Regions from separate parts of the Anas platyrhynchos genome. Here region 1 is linked to region 2. Evidence: chromatin contacts called from public Hi-C data. All regions are on one chromosome and are shown on one strand. Each heading gives the region's core, a stretch centred on a gene start, on an enhancer-like site or on the middle of the called end of the contact. The rest is flanking DNA. Distances are from core to core; before and after follow the strand shown.

Region 1 (6,877 bases), core at 3,674-6,173, 190 kb before region 2:
GTCAACATCTTTCTCTAATCGCTCATCAATCTAATAACATTTTCTTAAAAAGCAAACAAAATAAGGAGACATGGCTTTTTTAAGATGCACTGGTCAAAAGGAAGGTAGTGAAGTTGCTGGAAAAGTGCCCTGCTAACCTGTCTGTAGGACCTGGCAGAGTCAGCCATATCTGTTGTTCATCCTAACTTGCAAGTAAGCAGGCAGGTACAGCAGGGTCCTGCCTTAGCTGCATAGTGAACACGACTGAGGTCAGAAACAAACAAGAACCATGTGGGAGATGGAAGTGCGAAGTGACGAGGAACACCAAAGCATTGTCCAGCCAGGCAGGGATTGAATTAAGAGGGCCAACGCTTGTTTGCAGTTAAACCTGGTGAAGAATGTAAAGGATAGCAGGAACACCATTGCAGGTACATTGGCAGCAAAATGAGAAACCTGGCCTTGCTGCTGAAAACAGTGGGTGACCTTACGACACAGTGTAGGTACTGAATGTCTTCTTTGTCTCAGTTTCTACTGCCAAGGTCTGCTCTCAGGTCTTCCAGAGCTCCATGCCAAGTAGCAAGGGTCAAGTTAGGGACTATTTAAACAAGCTGGAAATGTAATACAAGTCTATGGAATTGCACAGTATACATCTGAGAGTACTAAGACTGCCAGCAAATGTCACGCAAGGGTGCTCTCTATCTTTCCTGAAAGGCCACAGTGGTCAGAGGAGGATCCTGACAACAATAAAAATGTTATGTCTGTCTTAGAAAAGGGTGAGGATGATCTGGCTGACTAAACTTACCTCAGTCCCTGGGAAAATTATGGAGCAAGCACTCATGGAAACCATTCCCATTCATACAATGACAAGTACATGATCAAGAACAGCCATCTTGAATTTACCCAGTGCAAATTGTGCTTAAGCAGTCTGATTGCCTTCTACAATTAAATCACATGCTGTCTGGGAGAAGGTGGAGTAGTAGGTGTTACACTCCTTGCCTTCAGCAAGGCTTTTAATGCAATTTCCTACTGTCCTTGGAGCCAAACTGGGGAATAATAACACAGATAGGTGGACTACAAGATTGGTTAAAAACTGGAAAGATCATTGGGCTCAAAGGGTAGTTAACAAATGTTTGAAGTCCAATTAGCACGTGATTCCAAGTGGCATTTCCCAGAACCAAGACAGGGGATTACATTATTTAATCCACGACCCACATGATACAATCCTTAGAAACCACAGGGTGACACCAAATCATAGGGGTGCTGTTTGCATACTGTAGAATAGAGCAACCAGTCAGGGAGACCTCAACAAACTGAAGGAGTGGACAACAGATAAATATGCCTTGAAGTTCCAAAAAGATAAATACAAGGTCCTGCATCTGGGATAAGACATACCTATGCAGGAGTGCAGGTTGGTACTTACAGTTCTATGGATGAGGGCAACAAACTGAACAGTGTGCCCTTGCAGCAACGAATACTAACCGCATCTTGGGCTGCATTAGTAAGACCATAGCCAGCAGGTCAAGGGACATGATTATTACTCTCTGTTCAGCCCATATAAAGCCACATCTAGAGCACTATGTTCAGTTCGCTCACTCCCAAAACAAAAGAGAGGCTGAAGAGAGTAAAGAGAAGGGTCATTAAGATGGCTTTGAGCATCTGATATATTTAGCCACTCAGAGGCTGAGGGACCTGAAAACACTGATATTCTTAATAAGTGTATTGGACTTTTACTGCTAGAGCATTCCTTATGGTCATATTATGCAAACCGACACATTTTGGCAGTCCTATCTTGAAGACCTACAATAGCTACAGGTGTACATTAGACAATGATAATGCCAGCAGTGCACTATGTGATGATACATCACAGTAAACTTTGAACTGGGTTCCACACAGACATTAGAAGATAGCTTACAGTGGCACTGTCTCTGTACTGCAAGCAGACACTCCAGTGGAATTTCTGTATTTCTATGCCTGATGAACTCATGCTTGCTCAGAGACCCTTGCACAGAAAAAATGATTTGTACATCAAAGAGCTAACTGGCATCCTACCCATGAATGATTTTCCATTTATAGTTGCAAAGCCACCACTAAAGAGGCCAGAACTAGTTTATAAAATATTTCTGCAGCTATAATTGTTTAGGACCACTGAACTGCATGTTCCAAGCCAGATCAAAAGGAGCACCACAAACCCATGAAAGGCTTATGTGTAAAGACAGGGTAAATTCCATGTCTGGGATCCATCTGTAATTCTGTCAAACCAAGAGTCCTTGTAGCTGTATACAAATTAAATGTCTGTCTGCCAAAATTACATGAATGAAGAACAAATACTCCCTTATCTTTTTTTTTTTTTTTTTTTTTTTTTTTTTTTTTTTTTAATGTACAGTAACTACCTTATTTTCTTTAACGTTAAATGTAAAGTACCCTTCCTGTTACACTACTGTGAAAATACAAATCGGATCAGGAGTTGTACCAATACCAGATATCGATCTTGGTCTTTTTTACCAATTTGCCTCACAGAGATGTGTGAAGGTACGCTATGTTCTCATCTTAAAGTATTAGGGCTGACACAGCTGAAGAAGATACAATCCTAAATGCAAAAGTATATTGAAGAAACTCCAAATTATTTTCTTGAACAGGCTCAAGGCAAATGTATCATTCATCTATCACAGATTGACAAGACAAAGATGGATGAATGAAATTGCAAATGCAGTTGGAATTAAAAAGACCTGATGTTTTACATGTGCAAACTAGTGATACATGCATGACTTTTCAAGCTTAGCCACATAACAAAAAAAAAAAACAAAAACAAACAAACAAAAAAACTACTTGTAGTGTTACTTCCCTAAATAATTAGCATTTATATATATTAATATTTAATGCCTGTTTTTCCTCTTTAGAAATATTTGCTATTTTAATAAGCAGAAATCTAATTTTGAGCATGAGGAACACTTCCTCTTTGTGTAAAACAATGCTTAAAATAGCCACTGACAAAAGCGGCTAAATCTTTACAATATACCTAGAACATGAATTTTCAGATCATGAAATCTTCCCGTTATTTGTGCCTGTTTACAACTCAGCAGCAATAAACTGTGCATATGTCACTATATGGAGAAACCTTTTAAAAATTTATTTCATGTTATTAGAGATAGTCAAAATTCCTCACCAAAAAAAGAAAGAAAAAAAAAAAGTGCCCTTTTATTGTTTTATCTGATAAGTCCAAATCATTATCTTTAAAAAAGAAAAAATCATAAACCAGAAGCTTCCCAATCCCTTCAGCTGCTCACTAAACCCAGTGGTTTAGCCGCATTCCTCTGGAAATACCACATTCTGTACGAGGTAGTAACTTTTATAGACCAATTGATCTAGCTTCAAAAAGCACATTCTGGGACACAAAGGGTTGAAACTGCGCCTGAAAACTTGACCTTTACATCAGTTGGTCTAATCTAATAAAAGATATTACGCCTCCCTAGAAGCCCTCGCTTTGTTTATAGGCATGACTGTCTGAGATTGTAGCACTACTATTATCAGAGAATGCCAACTGCAACACGGCTCTCCCAGCGCCTGGAGCGGAAGGACTGCCAGCTCTTGAAGTGGTTGTCCAAAAATACCCCCACTTCAGGGATCCCCGTGCAATATCAGCTTCTCCTCCCTCACTTTTTCCAACACGGGGACACCAGGCGTTCCCGTTACGCAGCCAGGGCGCGGGTGCTGTGAGGGGGCCTGTGGTGCTGTGAGGCACCCTCTGGGTCTGCTGCCTGCAAGCACCGTGCTTGGCCAAACTTCGGCCTCGCTCGTCTGCCTGCCACCCCTCCACTCAGCGCCTCTGGAGAGCGGCCCAAGCAGCTACTGGAGCAGTTCTCAAGACGCTGTTACACGCCAAGCACAGCAGACGCTTATTTATTTATTATTTATTTTCGAAACCAGTGGCCCACCACCTCTGGCGGGCCGACGCTTGGCAGCCTCTCCCCTCCCTGCCCGCCTCCTCAGCCCAGGCGGCCGCCGGAGGCCTGACGTGGGGCGGCCGTTAACGGCCTCCCCGGGGCCGCTCGGCGGCGCCCCGGGAAGCCTCGGGGGAGGAGGGGGGGCGGCACTGGGGGGGCTCCGTCCCCTCAGCGCCTCCTCCACCGCCGCGGCTCCGCCATTCCTGTAGAGGCAGCGCCCCCTGCGGGGCGGGCGGGGGGCGCCGTGCCGGGAGGAGCCGCCAGCCGGCCGCCGCCGGAGCGGGGAGGCGGGGAAGCCCTCGGGGGCGCTCCGCGGGGGCTGCGTGACTGGAGAGGAGCGCGGGGCTCACGGGCAGGGGAAAACACCACGGGGCGAGCGCACAGCGCGCTGCCTCGCCCGGCGCCGGCTCTGCGGAGAGCGGGGCGGGAGGGGAGGGGAAGGAGGGAGCGGGCGGGGTTGGGAAGCGCCGCACCCCGGCCATGGCGGCGGCGTGTCCCCGGCCCCCCCCTTCCCTCCCCGCCCAGCCCCAGACGCCGCGTCTCGGCCCGGCGCGCGGCGACCTTCCCGCAGCCGCGGGGCGGGGCCGCGGCGTTCCCGCCCTCCGCCGCATGCAGATGAGGCCCCTCCTCATTGGCCTGCGCCGGGAGCTCTTTGAAAAGGCGCCCGCTGATTGGCCGCCCGCAAATGTTAACGCAAATAGGAGAATCTCCCCCCTCCCTCCTCCTCTTCGCCCCCCCTCCCCTTTCTCGCCGCTGGTGCGTGCTGCGTGCCTCAGACGCCCTGTAACGCTGCGCGCCGCTTACTACAAACAAGTAGTTCCCGGCCCCCCGCCATCTCCCCCCGCCCGCCGGCGCGACGGGGAGGGCCGGGGACTCCGCAGCCCCCACCGCCGCACCGCGGGCGCCCCGTCGCGGAGGAGAGGAGGGGTCGAGCCGGGGCGGCGGGGAGAGGCGTGTCCCCCCCCCCCATACACACACACCGCCTCCCCCGCGGAGGGATACCCTCTCGGCACCATCCGCGCTCTGCCCGCACCAAAATATTGGGAGTTAAGAGGCGGCTCCGCGGCGCCGCCGGCTCAGAAGCGCGCGGGCAGGCAGGGCGGCGGCGCGGCTCCTGCGCCCAGCCCGCTCCCCGCCGCCACCGCCGCACCGCACCGCAGGGCCGGCTTCACGGACGCGGCCCCCGGCTGGAAGGGGCCCTTTCGCCGCCGCCGGAGAACGAGGACGAGGACAAGGAGGGGGACTTGGCGCGGATCCGTGCCGGGGAGGCCGTCGGTGCCCGCCGCAGGGCCACCAGGGAAGCCCCGCGCGGAGGGTCTGGGCTCGCTGAGGAGGAGGAGGAGGACGCAGGGGGCTCCCCCCGCACGGAAGATGTTGCTCTCCAAGTTCGGCTCGCTGGCCCACATCTGCAGCCCCGCCAGCATGGACCACTTGCCGGTGAAGATCCTGCAGCCAGGTACGGCGGGGCGCCGGGGGCTTCCCCCCGCGGGCGGCCCCAGCCCCGTGGCCGGCGCCACGCAGCCGCCCGAAACTTGGGGCTCTCCCCTTTTTATTGCGTTTTTTTTTTTTTTAATATAACCGAAGAAGATTTTTGAGGAGGAAATTTAAAAAAAAAAAAAAAAAGCCTCGTGCAGAATTAGGGCGACGCGTCCAGCGGACGTGCTCGGGGGGGGGATTTAATATGTATATTATTATTTTATTTTTTTAATTTTTTTTTTTTTGAGCCCTAATTTTCGCCGAGGCGTAGCCCGGTCGCTAACGCCGCGCTTTCCCTCCTGTTTCCCCAGTGAAAGTGGAGAAGGAGCCGTTCGACAAAGTGTACCAGGTGGGCTCCGTGCTGGGCAGCGGCGGCTTCGGCACCGTCTACGCGGGCAGCAGGATCGCCGACGGCTTGCCGGTGAGGCTCGGGGCGGCTCGGCGGGCGGCGGGCACGGGGCGAGCCCTGCCCTGCCCGGCCCCGCCGCTCACCGCCCTCCCTTTCCCCCCTCCTCGCCCCGCAGGTCGCCGTGAAGCATGTGGTGAAGGAGCGGGTGACCGAGTGGGGCACGATTGTAAGTACTTCATTTTTCTTATTTATTTTTTTTCTTATTAATTTTATTTTTGGGAGGGGTGGGCTCCGTCGGGGCTATTGTGTGGGCGGCGGGGCTCGCCCCGCCCGCCGGCGCGGTGTCTGCGTCGGGGGGAATTTGGCGGGGGTTCGCCGCCGCAGCGCCGCGCCCGCCCCTCGGACTGCGGCAGCGGAGGAGCCACCCCGCGGGGCGGCGGTGGGTGGCACTGCCCTACCCTGCCTTGCCTCGTCCTGCCCTGCCCTGCCCGCCGCCCCCGAGTGACCCGCTCGCCTCCCCTTTCTCTGCCCAGGGCGGCGTCATGGTGCCCTTGGAGATCGTCCTCCTGAAGAAGGTGGGCTCCGGCTTCAGGGGGGTCATCAAGCTGCTGGACTGGTACGAGCGTCCTGATGGCTACCTGATCATCATGGAGCGGCCCGAGCTGGTGAAGGATCTCTTTGACTTCATCACGGAGAAGGGAGCCCTGGACGAGGACACAGCCCGTGGGTTCTTCCGGCAGGTGCTGGAGGCGGTGCGCCACTGCTACGGCTGCGGCGTGGTGCACCGGGACATCAAGGATGAGAACCTGCTGGTTGACCTCAGGACAGGCGAGCTGAAGCTAATCGACTTCGGCTCAGGGGCCATCCTCAAGGACACAGTCTATACTGACTTTGATGGTACGTGCCCTCCTTGCCTGGGGCAGCCCAGCCACGGCGTGCCGAGTTTGGCCAGACCCCGTGCCCCTCCCAGGGCGATGCCCTATAGCTGCCGCTTATCCTGTTTCTGGCGCCTCCAAGTAGCGAGGGCGCCTCTGACGCAGCGGTTCATATCAGGTCTATCGGTAATGGAAACCTTTGGACCCGAAGCAGCTTAGGGTGTTCAGTTGCGTAGGAAAGAAGCAATTCCAGGCAG
Region 2 (6,184 bases), core at 504-3,003:
CTAGAGCAGATTGCCCAGATAGGCATCCAGATGGGCCTTTAATATCCCCAGAGAAGGAGACTCCACAACCTCCCTAGGCAGCCTGTTCCAGTGCTCCATCACCCTCACCATAAAGAAGTTCTTTCACATGTTAGTGCAGAACTTCCTGCGATACATTTTGTAGTCATTGCCCCTTGTCCCGTCCCAAAAAAACTGTGAAAAAAGGTTGGCCAAATTCCTCTACCTCCCACACTTAAGGTATTTATAAACGTTGATAAGATTCCCTCTCAGTCTTCTCAAGGCTGAACAAACACAGGTCTCTCAGCCTTTCCTCTCAGAGAAGATGCTCCCGGCCTCATCTTTGTGGCCCTCCACTGGACACTTTCCAGGAGATCCCTGTCTTTTTTGCACCGGGGAGCCCAGAACTGGACACAGTACTCCAGGTGAGGCCTGACCAGAGCGGAGTAGAGAGGGAAGGATCACCTCCCTTGAGCTGCTGGCCACGCTCCATTTTATGCAAGCTCCTTTTTATGCATTATGGCCTGCCATAGACAGGATAGGATAGAATAAGATAGGATGTCCTGAATTACCTTTTGAGAGGTGTTTTTTACTCACTGACTGACTCCCAGGTGGCAGGACACTAAGCACATATCTTATAATGTTCCCAAAAGACATTTCCCAGCCCTTCCTTTAAATTCCAATGTTCAATGTATATAGAAAGGGATTTAATGCTTTTTTTTTTTTTTAATTATTTTATTTTTTGATGAATTTAAACATTTTATTAGCTTTCCTTTGCAAATTTTTTATCTGATAATAGATGTTATGTTATTTATTATTGTTTTGCAAGTCTGTAGTCTAGACTCCTGGATGAATTCTGGAATGTAGGTACAATCCAGGGTTCACAGTTGCTCTTCTGAGGGAAGAACTTAGAGGAGGAATGTGGGGTTTGAGACTTAATGTTAATCCAGTTCTGAATTTCCAAGTCATTAAATATTCTTTGAAATAATTTCACAATGTAGAAATGATTTTATTTTTTTTCTCAAATAATAATGACACACTTTGCATCCATCCATTGATCAGAGCATACAAGTAAAATGGAACTAAAATCAAGACACTTGAAAATCTCACTTATGGTAACTATACCACAAGTGAAACACTATAATGTTTTATTACTATAGTCTTTGCACTGCCTCTCATCATTCTCATTTGCAACTCTGGCTGCTCCATTTGTTCCATTTGCTGCATCTAAGCTGTGAATTATTTGGTGTGGGAGCTGGATCCTTATTCTGTTCTTTACATGGAGATCATATCAACAAATTCTAAGGTAGAATTTCACACTGTTCCCACTGCTGTCAATGGACATTTTACATTGAAATCTGCAGAAGAGTATGACCCATTCAACACACTTCTGAAAAACCCAAGCCCTTCATGCATGAGAAGTAATAAATCCAGCTTAGTTTGTTCTTTTTCCCTGTTCTCATTACTTTAACCACTTTCAGCATAGGAGAAAAGAAACTTTCACAATCTAATTTGCAATTAACTTTAGCTTGCTCATTTTTAGGTAATAGTGTTTTTGCAAACCAGAAGTGTTACTCAACTTCATTAAGCTGATTTTACAATACTATTCATTCCTATGCTCTTCTGAGAAGGTTGTGAAGTCTGGTGATCTCAGCAAGTCTTAGAAGCAAAAGGTCAAAGTTCTAACAAAGGAGAGGAGTTGATTCACTAAAGAAACCATGAGTAAACCATCTCATCCCTCTGTGTCACAACCAGATCCACTGTAAGTCTGGGGAAATGTGAAACATTACAAGGCATGACTGTTTGCATTAGACTACCTGATTCCAACACATTGGCTGAGATTTCCAAAACTGATGAGGGAAATTCCCTCACTGGATTTGAAAACCTCAAACACTTTAAAAAAATGTATTTGCATTTCATATGTGGAAAGCATGGCATACTTTATGGATCATTCATTGAATGTTTTGTTCATTACAAGTGCAGGAACTTGGTGTTCACTGTGAAATACTTCTTTCATACACTGCCTTGTCCTTTCATAATGCCCTTGCAAAAAAAATGTCACTGTCAAAGTATTTTAATCATTATTAGAAAACAGCACATGGAAGCATAGTTAAACAGAACTTGAATTTTTAAAGGTGACCATCAAATATTTTGCATGTATTGTGTCAGAGTGAGCAAATCAGGGACATCTTCACTTCTAGCTCATTTCAACTTTCCCCCAGTTGTCATGCAATTATTTACCAGAAGGACAGTGGAAATGACGATTCTGCCACAGAAGTCATTTTTTGTATGCCTGCTTATTCAGAAAATTTTCAGTTCACTTTGTAGGCAGGCAAAAATATTTAAAAAATTGACTAGAGCTGGAAATCTCTGAGAAGCTATGCTCTTTCCTGTTAATTCAGATTCAAGGCAGGCAAAGCCTGTGAATAATGGAGGTTGTTCGAGGGCATAACTTTGCTTACAATGGAGGGAGTATGAATCAGCAAAAGAACAAGCACCCACTTATGTTCAAGAATGATTTACACAAGCCCATAAATCATCCAAATGAGGAAAGCGAGAAGTGGAAGTCAAGAATGCCACATGTGCCATGACACATGGTGTATTATTTAAAGATCCTCTTACAGAATGATTCCAAGTACCAGCACAGCTATCCAGAATAGAAAACTTTGTCAATTAGAGGGCCACCGATCTAATGCTTGCAAACATCACAATTTACTCACCATCATACTGTGGTGATTGTGGAGTTGCTGAACAGGGTTATTAGCAAGGTTTCCTGATTTAATACTTCATTTACAGACTAATGTGTTTGCCCATTGTGAGCTCAGTCTTCCAGTCTTGGGGCAGCAATTAATGCTGCCTCCCCCAGAAACATTCACTGGAGGTCAGAGCTGTGGGGGAGGCTTCCAAAAATTCCCTCTGCCTGGACACTGCTGCCACCCACAGTTTAAGAGACAACCAATAACAAAAACAGTTGTTTTTTTTTTTTCCTTTCTTTTCCCAGCAGCTTTTAGAGCTCTTGCAGCTCTTGATTTCTCAACACAGTGACTACGTCTCACAACAGAACACCTTGAGTCAGTCGCACCCAAGCTTGGACACAAAAGAGTAACCTACCCTGACTATACTGGTACTCATGGTGTGCAGGTTCATCTCAGCACTTCAGTGCAAATTACACCGCATTTATATGGATTATGAAAACTCCTTACTTAAATTGACATGATGTTCATGAGGAGAAAAATAGGCAAAAATAACATGGAATCATTCATTGATTCAACATAGATCCATATATATTGTAGATGGAAATTTATCTGCACTCCCAGGACAGTTTCAAAGTAAAGCAAAGAGTTTTGTTGCTTGAGTTCCAGTAAAATTGTTTGAATTTGTGCCACTAGAGCCTTTCTAAGCTTTTCAAGATTTCCTCTGTTTTCTTAAAATGCTTTGTAACAAACAGCATAATATCTACTCCCTGGGAACATCAGTATTCCACGGGATATTTCAGTCTCCACAAGGAAACAGTGATTTTTTTAAAGACTATGTATAGCCTATAGAAAATGAACACTATACACAAACTGCTGCCTTCTCGCTATTCAATATAACTGCAGGGACTCTCAGCTCTGGGCCACAGTGGGCAAGGAAGAGAGGAGGAACTTTCCCTGCTCCCCTGGACAGGAGCCATGTTAGAGGAGCCATCCCTCCCTACTGTGGGAGCACCAGGACTGCCCTTGCACAGTGCTAGGGAAGGGGGCAGCGAGAAGGCTGGTGACAAATCCTTCTCTTCCCCACATCAAACTGCACATGAAGAAATACCAAATGACAGAGCACAGGTAGAGGTTGCAGGAAGCAGACAGCTACCTCTCAAGGGTAGCTGTAAACCCATGCCGGCCAGTGGCTGGATGCTGTAATTGCTCTTTAATTTTCATGCTATTTATTTTTATTTCCCATTTTATAAGGTAAGGTTAAACTTGGAGATAATCTACTGAAGAACAGATCTGCAAATACAAAAAGGATGTCTTACTGTTATTTTTTATTTGTCACTGCATTTTGGTTTCTGTTTTATTTCTCTGAAGTGCTGGAGAAAATGATCTGAAGATGCCTTGACTCTGTGAAGCATCTTAATAACTATTGCTTTTGCAACATTTTTTCATGTGTTGTCTCAACCTTAATTTTAGTGTTATTATTACTCACAAGAAGTCTCAAATATGGATCCTTTGGGAGATATTTTGGAACCAAGAAATGCAGAAATGCACAAGACCATACAAAATTTCATAATAATGAACATTTTCAGATGTTAAACATTACACTCCATTGCCTTCCCAATATGGCTCTTCAAATTCCTTGCCTTCTATTAATTTAATATTAAATCCTATAAAATCCTTGTGTAATATATTATTATTTTACCTCTACCTTAACTGTCTAGGCTGAAAACATACATCACACTGTGCCTTGTGAGTTCAATCAGATTTACAATAGAACTAGATCCCTTGATAGCTTACATGAACCAACTGCATAGCATACACCAACTGCATATTAAGGATCTGGCCTTCTGAGGTTCTTTTTAGGCTGTTTTGGATAAATAAGTGAAAAATTGTGAAGTACTATGTTTGCTGTTGCATGACACTCAGCACCAATTAAAAATATTTTGGATTAATCATTGACCCTTCTGCCTGGAGATACACAAAAAAACACATCTCACCCACTACCTTTTGTTATTTACCATACATATGAAGAAGAGGGAAGAGACCTGTTAAGATGCTATCTGGAAAAAGCGATTGTGACCTTTGCTTTCCATTGTCTTTTTTTTTTTTTTTTTTTTTACACTAAATATAAAGCAGAAATTTCCAAAAACAAGCATTCAAAAGGGGGAAAAAAAAGAATCCTTAAACAAACTACTGTGGTTAAAGAAAAATTACTCAACATTATGGGTTAATCTGACATGTAACATATGTAGCAACACAAGTTCCGTATACACTTGTTCTTCAGTGTCCATATAAACGCCACACTGATAACACACTGTACTTCTAATATTGCACAACAGTGGCTGTAGCACACAGAACATCACAGAGGAACAGAGTTTTATTCTGCAGTTATAAAAAGCAACTGACAAAAAGTAAATGCAAAAAGAGCTAAAGACAGTATAGAATTCACTTGATATTAAAAATATTTTTTAATGGCTTTTTCACTTTGTTTTATAAATTTAGAGCTAAATGAATAAGCTTCTCTCCTGTTTTCACAGTCACTATAGTCATGAGGCCATAGAGAAAATCTAAGTATGCAGACTGGATTTTTAAAGGGACATTGTGTCTCATAACCTTTGTAATAAATGTTTGAATGTTAGCAGTGTGGAAATAGACATAGGAAATGGTTTCCCATGCATTATTATTCAATCCAAGAATTCAAATTCCATATGTTTGTTTGATTTCTAACCTGAAGAAATCATGTTTTTCACAAAAAATTAAGAGTGAGGATTTAACAATATCATTTATATTTATTGTAGCTTAGAGTGACACTTCAGATTTTCATCTCTTAGTTCTGGAAAAACTACACATGCCTGTTCATTAAGACTATCATTCAAATGATATAGCACCATGTCTGCACTAAATGAAAATGCTTATTTACCTGATTACCCATCAGAGTCATATATCAACATTAAGTTCCTCATTTGTGGGAAACCAACTTACATAATAAATTTCTCATTTCATATCAAAGATAAAGCTTTGGAGCTTCTAGAAATTTTATTTTAATTGGTAAAAGCAATTCTACTGGAGTTCTTTGTGTAACTGGCTCAATATTTTCCAGATTAAATGCTATCTGAACCTGTTTATTTAAAACAAGGTTACTAAAATCATCAAATTTTCAAAAGCCTTAACTGTAACAAAACTTCAATTGTCAAATTAAACAATTAAATCTCATGATTAAGCCATATAAGTGAAATCTGATGTTCTGGAGAATTTGTCTAAGAGGTAATTTAAATAATCCCAGTTCTTGTTATGAAATTTCTGTCATTAAATGCTTCAATGCATAGCTAGCTATCAGAAGACTAGTTTTCCAATATCTTTCTCCACCATTTTGAAAAAAGGTACAACACAAAAATATCATTAACGAGAGGATGAACTAAAGAGAACGTGTATTGGAAAACCTGTTTAAGCTTATCTTTGGGGAAGTACATGGGGGAAAAAAAAAAAAAAAAAAA

Evidence for each region. Hi-C and Micro-C count contacts between places; a contact is called where the count stands out from the background.
Region 1: a contact with region 2 is called in a Hi-C map of liver, with 3 times the contacts expected there. The contact joins the promoter of PIM3 here to the enhancer-like site in region 2. A contact is called at or near these places in 2 of 8 Hi-C or Micro-C datasets (liver and skeletal muscle).

The regions. Positions count from the first base shown.
Region 1 is chr1:19,968,376-19,975,252 of IASCAAS_PekinDuck_T2T, reverse strand. PIM3 (Pim-3 proto-oncogene, serine/threonine kinase) reads left to right here and starts at 4,923. Exons shown (of 6, transcript XM_027458508.3): 1 at 4,923-5,376; 2 at 5,708-5,817; 3 at 5,921-5,971; 4 at 6,279-6,642. The coding sequence starts at 5,292.
Region 2 is chr1:19,773,415-19,779,598 of IASCAAS_PekinDuck_T2T, reverse strand. No RefSeq gene overlaps it. Among named protein-coding and RNA genes, the nearest start is that of ALG12, 130 kb to the right of the region's middle. Within about 2 kb of position 1,753, at least 3 of the 8 cell types and tissues checked have an H3K27ac peak or open chromatin away from gene starts, as enhancers often do.